Regions from separate parts of the Gossypium hirsutum genome. Here region 1 is linked to region 2. Evidence: chromatin contacts called from public Hi-C data. All regions are on one chromosome and are shown on one strand. The core of a region is the stretch at or near the end of the contact, and the rest is flanking DNA. Distances in the headings are between cores, read along the strand shown. Region 1 holds the start of LOC107910619 (phosphatidylinositol-3-phosphatase SAC1). Region 2 holds the start of LOC107948222 (histone-lysine N-methyltransferase ATXR7).

Region 1 (5,016 bases), core at 2,174-4,673, 210 kb before region 2:
GTCTAGAAACTAGGGTAACACTAAAGTCCCTCCCAAAGATTGATAGCCGAATCTGCATTAAAGTAGCCAGAAAGAGAGAAAGAATTGGTTGAATATGCAACAAGTATTACAGTTAAGTTAAATAAAAGTTTTATATACATAACACATCGTTTTAACCAAAGACTTTCAGCATCACTAAAAATTAACCATCAAAGGCCAGCTTCCTTTAAAATAAATGAAAAATAAATCGTAAGAAAAGTATTCAAAGTTTGTTGTGTAACTGTATCAAATATTATCAAAGTTACAGTAAATTATATCTCAAACCTTTCAGAAACCTTACTTCACATTCAAGATTCCAGATTATTTAATTCTAGTATGTAGGAACATACGTCTGAATTAAACCTGACTGAAATTTTTCTTGTCCATGTATAGAGTCAAATGGAAAAAGAATATAAATAAAGGCCGACATAGCCAGAGAAAAAAACCAGGAGCTTATGGCAGTAAACGTGAGACAAGAAGAACCTAACAAGGCATAAATGATGACTTATTACAGCTAGCCGTAAAACTAATTCTACAAAATGAAAATGAATAAAACGTATTCAGTGCAGCAAAAATACGCAGCCAATATTTTAATTACCTGTTTAAAATGCCCATGAACTAATGCAATTGTCCAAATAGTGTTACTGCATCTTGAGCGTATGGCTTGGGTTAGATAGGCATTCCAAACAAATATGTTATCATATGGCATCCTTTCTTCGCCCATGGCTAAAACATTTTTTTGCAAACTTTGCATTATGGGATATGTATAACTGTAGAAAAAATCTTTGGTCAAGTCCACACTGGAAAGCAGCTTTTTGTACCTGAAACCAAAAACAATAGATCAAGAATGATTAAAAAGCTACTAAAATTAGACCCTAATTCCATTAGAAAGTGAGAATTATGTAAAAAGTAAGAAGAAAAACTTAATAGCAGGATACAAGAAAAAAAGAATAAGGAGAAGCCTACAACATAAAGTATGTACAATATTATTTAGTTTCACAAAAATCACAGATCTAAATGGCGAATATAATTGTTGATAAACATATAAGGATTGATTTTCATGGCATCCCTTACAATTACTAAAAGGTATTAAACAAAAGCAAGATCTTATTAAAATAGATAAATATCCAAACAGGTCTCCACACACAGCACTATATGGCATTCAAGATTGGAAAACTACATATCTTTAAACTTGGGAGACTGTTCCCATAACAAATTGCTCTATGTTCTTATAAAGCCACGTAAACAAGGCTTGAAGGTAATTTTGCCCTTTGGAGAAGATAATGTCACTGGTTCTCTGTTCAAATTAAAGTAGATAAGCAGAGACCAAATATAGAAAGGGGAGATAGTGCATTTCCATATTTCTGCTGCCTCACTGCTTACAAGTTACAACATAATATATCTACAAGATGATTTAGTTTTCACATTCTTTTTCTGATGTAGTTACGGAGAGAAACCATATATTAAAATGATGACTATCATTTCTGATATAGATATAAGGATAAATTTGCACGATAGCAGTTATATAATTACTTTAAAGAAAGCAAGATCTTATCAAAAGGAATAAATCTCCAAACAGGACTCCACACGCATAGCACTAAATATGGTTTAACATCGGAATATCACTAATCTTTAAAACTGGGAGCATATGTTCATTTAACAAATATCTGTAACCTCTGAGTTCTTATAAAGCAAATAAAGCAAATCCTGAGGGCTGATTCAAGAAGATCAACATAACTGATCTCCATTCAAATTAATTATATTAGCAGTAACCAAAAATAGTGAGAGCAGATAGAGGATTTCCCTGTTCTACTCTCAGCACTTCTCCATTGATCCACTTAGGGTAACAAAAATAATTCATTATCTCCATAAAGTAATCATTACGAAACCAAGAAACTATAAATGCTACCTAGCAACCCACTAATAGTAAAAAAACCATTTCTAATGGTACGTTTCAGTGTCAATACATAGATTAGTTTTCCAATTGCATCCATATTCCACAAAAATATTTCTAAGAATGCAAGAGAGATAAATGAATAAATTGGATGCAGGTAATGTCAAAAAGATATAGAAATTCTAGTTTCAAACTGAATTAAAAAAAAAGGAATAAATAAGATCCAGAAATTTTCACCAAACCCTAAAACTAACTATGAAGCTTACAAAGTAAAGGAGATACCTCAGCTCAGTTTTAGAATGCGCTATGTCGGATTGAACAGAAACATGAGGAACTGTGATCAACTGACTCTCATCTATGCTATATATTGCATGACCACATATACTACCAATTTGCTGTCGCTTTGTAACCAGAATCAAGTAGTATGATTCCAAAAACTTGATGCAACCTAAAAAGATCCAGACACATTGTACTGAGTTTAATAGAAGCAATTCCTTCAATACCTCAAAAACAAAACAAGAGAGAGTAAATTGTCACTAACCCACAATCCCGAAAACTTTTGCCACAAAGTTTAAGCCCCCAGTGGCACGATTTCCTTCAGCAATCCGCTGAAGCAAGTTTTTGATCTCTTGTGGTGAATAAAGCACTGGGTCTTCACTGATATTAAGATCAGATGGTTCAGATCTATCAATTTTCAAGACCCGAAAGAATTTCTTGTTCCTATCACTCCCAATTAAATAATACCTCTGTTTAAAGAAACCAGAAAAAAATACTCTTTTGAGGAAAAAAAAAACCCAATCCTGAACAAAACAAGATTAAAATCATACATAAAAGTAATCTAATTACCCAGATTGCAATTTTCAGAGCGACCAAACAGCAGCCTCAAGATTCCTTGGTAATCAATTTCCATTTAATACAGCCAATATAATAATTTTAGTCGCTTCAGATTTAAGAGAAATTCTTTACTTCTTTCACTTTTTTTATTTTTTAGTATTGTGATTTTAGTTTCTTCTGCTCGAAATTTCTCCTTTTTTCTCCCGCAGTAAGCAGAAAACTTGAGAATCGAATACCAAACCCTAATTTCCACTTTTTTCCATCTTTTTATCTTAAAAGGATACCAATTCAAGAACAATTACACGGCAATTAACCTTATGCAAAAATGAACAATAAATAATAATTTAAAGCATTCTCTTCCTTGTTGCTAAAATTAAGAGAACTGTATGATTTTGCCATGAGAACAAAAACAGAAAAGAAAGGACTGTTACCGCTCGGGTTTCGTAAAGCCGGAACTTCTCAAGAGAATAGGAATTGGGATCGCCCTCCGGATCAATGGAAGGATGGATCTTAGCGTATGGAAGAGACAAATTGGTTTTCAAATTCTCCAATTTTGCCATTTTGGTGGTAAAATTTTGGGACTCAATTCAATCTATGCGTTGTGTCTTGGACATCTGGTTTTGGTTTTCTAGTTAGTTTTCTTTGACGATTAAAACAATTTGGATTTCTGGGACTCTTTAACTGAGTTGGCTTTGGCTATATAGTCTTTGCCTATTCGATTCCTAGCCCACTGGTTGGCTTCGGCCACGTGGTGCCATTGAAGTAACTTACAAATTAGGGTAAATTATACAGAAATTTACTCAGCTATTATTAAATTTTCTTTTACTCAATTTTAAAAAGTTATAAAATAATTATTCAACTATTTAATTTTATCATTTTTTAGTTACCCACGGTTAAATAGTTAATAGAAATATAATTTGGCATCTTTTATTTGTATGCATATAATAGCTTCTTCTTCTTTGATCTACGATGCATATATTAATTGTATTCATTAATTAAATTATATTTAATTATTTTTTATAATTTTTCATAAATTTTTGTAACGTATCAATGAAACTAAAGCATAATAATATATAAGTTTAATTTTAAAAATATGATAATTGATATTAGACTAAATTTAAATAAAAAATATTTTTAAAATATAAATATTATAATAGTAGATTGGGTGTTTGAATACACAAAGAAAATCAAAAAGACGGAAAAAGAGTACTTATTTTATATCAAAAGCTCTAATAATCCCAATAGGAAATGGCCAGTTCTTCATTGTTTTTGAAAAGTGCAGTGAAAAAGTATTTTTGAAAAGTTTGGTTTAAAATTTGAGTGTTTAGCATTGCTGTCAAAAAATACTTTTGAGAAATAAAATGTTCATTTTAGATATGTTATTATCAAGTAACAAATATGCATTTAAATAATATTTAAATTAGTTAATATTATTATAGTTTAGTAAGAATATAAAAAATTATTATAACTTGTTGTTAATATTTTAATATATGAAATATAAATTTTAAATATTTTTAAGCAATAAATATTAATTATTTATAAAATTTAATTAGAATATATAAATTATATTTTAAATATTTAAATATAACCATTAAATATTTGTAATTAGTATTTTAAAAAATATTTTTTATTTTTAATTAATGATTTAACACATTTGTAATTAAGCACCAAGAAAAAAAAAGGAAAGTACTATGTTATTGGAGGGATGAAAAAGTAATTAAACACCAAAAATGCTTTGGGAGAGGAAAAGCTAAAATTTTTAGCTTCTCCTTTTCAGAAGTGCTTTTGAAAAGCACTTCTAAAAAGCTAAAAATTTCAGCCAAAAGCAGCTTGTTCTGCACAGCTTTTCTTCCAAAAGTGCTTTTGGAGTTAGAAGTGTTTTTTTTAAGCAATGAAGAACCGGCCCTAAGCCTCACATTTATACAAGAGAGTAGCTAATGAACCAATCAAGAAAGTCAGTCTAACAATCATCCTAACTGATTCTTAGCCGATACATTAACTGAAATTGAAACAGACTACATTGAACTAACTGACTTAACTAATTGCAACTACTAACAGAATTACCTAACTTACCTAACTAGCAACTATAACACCAGCAACACACTACTTCATACCTTAATATTCACCCATCTACTAGTCCTCCTAGTGACTTCTTATTGTTGTTGTTGTTGTTGTTGTTGTTGTTGTTGCTGCTGCTGCTGCTGCTGCTGCTGTTGTTGTTGCTATTGTTGTTGTTCATACTTGCTAACAACACCAAGGTTGAACCTAAA
Region 2 (5,017 bases), core at 1,046-3,545:
ACATGGTTCCAGTTCATGTGAGCATTCCGATCAGTATTGGTCCTGCATGTGTTGCGGACATACTGCAACTCTTTATGAGTGTCCCGATATATGGCTCTTAATGAGCTTCCTGATATGGCTCGCCTGAACTTCCTAATATATGGCTATCCGAAGCTTCCTAATAATAGCTCTTCGGGGTTGCCTGTTAAGCTCACATTAGCTTTCTGTTTTAAACTCTTATGAGTTTCCTGTTATAGACCGGATAAGCTTCTTGTTACATGGCTCACATGAGCTTCCTGTTATATGGCTCACATGAGCTTCCTGTTATATGGCTCGAGAGAGTGCTTCTTGATTTTGTTCTCTAATGAGTACCCCTGAATATGAATTGACGGATTACAGTTTTTTAAACTTTAAGTGTACTACATGCGTGTCCATCGATATTTCAAATAAATTTAACGGGTAAAGTTCCGATATGGGCTAAACTAAACTTGAGACGATTTGTTATGAAATGTACATGTTATATAGAAATATGATAAGAAAAGTATATGGATATGAAAGTTATTATATGATGAGCTCATCCATATTTCTTGACAATTGTGTGAATTACAATGACTAACATGTTTGATAAAGTTGGGTGTTTAGGCTATCAGCCAAATTTCTTGGATGCATTTTGTATGTTTACTTTAGTGAAAATGAATGGTAAGTTAAATTTCCAGTTATACGAACTTACTAAGTATTAAATGCTTACTCGGTTTTTCTTTTCTTTGTTTTATAGTACTCGGAAGCTCATGGAGGTTAGAACTTGGTCGGAGACACATCACACTATCCCTTGGACTTCTTGGTATATAAAGTAAGCTAACTTTTGGTATAATGGCATGTATAAGCTAAGTTAGGCATAATGATGAAATATTTTGGTTGTAACTAGCCATTGGAATGGCTAGTGTAAGACATATTTTGATGAAATTATATAAAGCTTTATCAAGTTTGATGTGTGATAAAATGGTGAGATGATGGGGAGCATACAAACCTATTGATGAATGGTTTTGAATTAGCATAATTGATAAAGTATGCTTATAAGCATAAATGTGTTTTTGGTAAGTTTAAACACTTGCACATAATATGTCATGTATAAAACTTGGTATTGACATTAATTTGAGGGTTATGAATTGGCTTGTGAATTGTTTAGATGATGCTGTAGGTGAAAGGCAAATTGGGTGAGAAAAGTGGCCTGAAAATGACCTATTTTTTGTCCACACGGGCAGAGACATGGACGAGTGTCTCAGTCGTGTGTGACACATGACCATGCGCACGGACGTGTGGTTTAGCCGTGTGTCCCCTGCATTTAATTTTTGAAAATTAATTGTCCACACGGCCTAGCACACGGGTGTGTGGTTGGCTGTGTCACCCAAATTAAAGAGTTACACGGGTATCGACATGGGCTGGGACATGGTCGTGTGTCTCACATCGAATGCACACACGGCCTAGGACATGGGCGTGTCACTTGGCCGTGTGAGCCACACGGCCTGGCCACACGGGCGTGTGTCCCCTGCACCTAAGAAAAATTTTAAAATTTCACGAAAAATTTTATGAGTTCCCGGTTTAGTCCCAACTTGATTTTAACGCACATTTTGGGCCTCGAGGGCCCATTCAAGGGACGATATGATTGAAAATGTTTGGTTTTGGGTATGAATAGTAAGTAACATTAATTTACTGTAATTATTCCATAAACTCCGGTAATGCTCTGTAACCCTGTTTCGGCGACGGATATGAGTTAGAGTGTTACACAAGAGCTCTACTCTAATGATAACAAAAACTTATCAGCCTTACTCGAAAAGGGCTATAATTGAGTAGAACTAGGGCTAGCTCTACCTTTATGAGGGCTACAGCCTGATGGGTAACACTTGGCAACTATTCCCACTTTGGCAATATTAAAGGATTCTCCCTTCATACATTGATGGACTTCAATGGTTCCCTACCATTCATTAAATTTCCCTATAACTCCTCACATACTCCTTTTAACTATAAATAAACCAGAACGTTGAAGGGAAATTCACAACTTCACAAATATTTCGCTTGATCAGTACTTCCATATTTATTTTAAATTTTATTTTTGAGATTTGTAACTATTTCTTTTAATAATTTCAACTCCATAATTGCGTGGATTATTGACTTTTGATGTAATCGTATTGCTTCAAAGTTCATATATCCATTCATCGGCCAAAAGCGAGCCCAATAAATGAGAGGGAGAGGCCTGAAATAAACCCAAGAATAAAAGACGAAGAAAAATGGCTTGAAATTAAAATAGGGAAATAGCAGCCGGCATCTCACACGATTGCGAATGCCACTGCCATATATGAAGAACAATAAATACAAAAAAGCTCAAGGAGCGGAGCGAGTCAGAAGTGAGACTCACTTATGAGAGAGAGAGAGAGAGAGAGAGAGAGAGAGAGAGAGGGAGGTAGAGGGAGGTAGAGGGAGGGAGGGAGAGAGGTGAACTTAATTTTGCTTTCGTCTACTTTGTAATTTTGTAAACCCCAGAAAAGAAAGAAAAAAGAAACTACAATAGGAAGAGGCCAAATTAGTCGTGAATACAAGAGCCGGTGGTTTCCCCTAATTGGGAAAATTTCTTTCTATCGAAATCCGTACTACTCTATTGGATTTGGAACCAACTACCGGCAGAGTTTTGCAGATTACCGTGAGGATTGGATTGCATTGCATTGGATTGGATTGGATGGGTATGCAATAGAGTTTCAACTGTGTATGTATGTGTACGGATAATAGATTACTATGATATATGCCTTTTTCTTTCATCTTGGAAATTTGGGCGCTACTATTCGCAGATGCAACATAATTAGATCAGTTTTCTTTTTTTATTAGGTAATAATACATTTATGAGAATTGAGGTTAGTTAGATTTGAATTTTGATTCAGGTCTGCCCATGGTTTCCTCAACATCCCCTATTGACGAATATGATCACCCTAATTTTTCCAGAAAGCGCCTTAAAGTTTCGGATCTCTCTGCTGATTTTGCATCTTCAAATCGCGGGTATAATTATTAATATACGGTTTTTTGGTTGATGACGCTCTTATTTACATTTTTTTAATCGTATTCATGATTTGACAGTGACGAACAATCTGCAACGGAGATGAGTTGCCAGTCTAATGGAAATAGCAGTGGTATTTCTCAATCTTGTAACGGCGGTGGATCTTCATGCGACAAGAGTTACTCTAGCTATGCGCCATCATCTTCTTCGTATGTGAGTGGATGGATGTATGTCAATGAACACGGCCAGATGTGTGGTCCTTATATCCAGCAGCAGTTATACGAAGGCTTGTCTACTGGTTTCCTGCCGGATGAGCTCCCTGTTTATCCTGTAGTCAATGGGGCTTTGATCAATCCTGTTCCCCTAAAGTACTTTAGGCAGTTCCCTGATCATGTTGCTACTGGGTTTATATATCTCACTTCACCCACAGCTTCCAATTATTTAAAATCTTCATTTACAAATGTCCAACACACTCCTTCCCCTTCGCCTTCTCAATTCAACTGCAATGTAAGTTCCGAAGCATTTAGCTTTGTATTGCAGGTATTATTGTCCCCCCCCCCTCTGGTTTCCCCTTTTTCTCCTAAGGTGCCTTTGGATGATTTTCACCTTTTTTGTTCCAGTCAGGTGAAGATGAATGTTGGTTGTTTGAAGATGATGAGAGTAGGAAACATGGGCCCCATTCTCTTTTACAATTGTATTCCTGGCATCGCTGTGGGTATCTTGCAGATTCCATTATGGTAAGCCGTAAGCCTTGAAATTCTCAAGTCATGATTCATCACTGCAGGAACTGTTCATTTGTATCAACTGTAGGGTCCTATGAACTCTTTCGAAACTTGTGTAGGTATTGTGGCTGGCATGATGTATCTAAGCTTTACTGAGTCTTGCTTCTTATATCCTTTTCTTTTAATTTATTGTCTTGCAGATTTATCATGCTGATGACAGGTTTCGCCCCACCCAATTGCTGTCTGTTTTAAATGCTTGGAAAGGTGGTCAGTGTGTTGCTGAAAATGAACAGGAGTTATCAGTGAACTTCATATCGGCAATTTCTGAAGAAGTTTCTTCTGATCTGCATTCTCGAATTATGAAAGCAGCTCGTAGGGTTATGCTAGATGAAATAATCAGCACTATGATCTCAGAGTTTGTTGCTGCAAAAAAATCTCAGAGACCTCTAATGGTTGAATCATACAACCAGGATGCTAAAAGTTCTGATGGGAAACTGGTAATGTATGCAATCACTCAAAAAAAAAAGAAAGAAAAAACTTATGTTTATTTTTCTTAAAATCTGAAGCTCCTTTGCCATACAGATTAAAAATACCATGGAAAGAAGTATACATTGTACTTCCAAGTTTGGCACAGCGACCTCCGATGGTGTATCTAATTTTTCCATCCAAGAATCTACACATTTTGATGCAAGTCTAAAATCTGTTGGAAGCCTTGAAAACTTTTGGGGTTCTTATACAGTTGTTTGTAAGATGCTTTTTGAGTATTGCATGCAAGTTACGTGGAATGCTGTCTTTTATGATAGTATGGTTGAATATTTGTCTTCGTGGAGAAAAGGAAAACTTTGGTATGGTCAGCCTAATGTTCTGGCATCTGCTAGTGGCTCCATTGGTCATGGCAAGGAGACTGAAAATATAAAAGCTACAACTGTAAGTAAAGTCTATGTTAAACTCTATGTGTGTAAACAGTATGTAATGACCTTGAATCTAATGTTTTATGGTTTTATAGCTCTTCTCTAGGATGGAATTGATGGCTTATGATATTGAGAGTCCACCTGGTTATGAACTAGCAACAGTTTCTGTAGGTAACCAGGCAGAAGAGACATATATATCTCAATCTGCGGTGCAGGAAATTTTATCCAAACAGAACAGTCCATTGCACCATAGTGGCCTTTATGGTGGAATACAATGTATTCTGGAAGGTGTTGAAAATGAGCTCCATTCTTCTGTGATGGTGTTTATGGCCGATTATCTTGACGGTCTTGTTAAAAGTGAA

What was found. A called contact is a pair of places that touch in the nucleus more often than the background predicts.
Region 1: a contact with region 2 is called in a Hi-C map of leaf, with 2.7 times the contacts expected there. The contact joins the promoter of LOC107910619 here to the promoter of LOC107948222 in region 2. A contact is called at or near these places in 14 of 34 Hi-C or Micro-C datasets (anther, callus, fibers and 4 more).

What each region holds. Positions count from the first base shown.
Region 1 is chrD02:25,014,578-25,019,593 of Gossypium_hirsutum_v2.1, reverse strand. It overlaps LOC107910619 (phosphatidylinositol-3-phosphatase SAC1), which reads right to left and starts at 3,423. Exons shown (of 15, transcript XM_016838526.2): 1 at 3,178-3,423; 2 at 2,454-2,658; 3 at 2,195-2,360; 4 at 617-839; 5 at 1-52. The coding sequence starts at 3,306.
Region 2 is chrD02:24,803,863-24,808,879 of Gossypium_hirsutum_v2.1, reverse strand. LOC107948222 (histone-lysine N-methyltransferase ATXR7) reads left to right here and starts at 2,295. Exons shown (of 20, transcript XM_041088689.1): 1 at 2,295-2,714; 2 at 2,910-3,024; 3 at 3,103-3,562; 4 at 3,643-3,759; 5 at 3,945-4,241; 6 at 4,327-4,671; 7 at 4,751-5,017. The coding sequence starts at 2,711.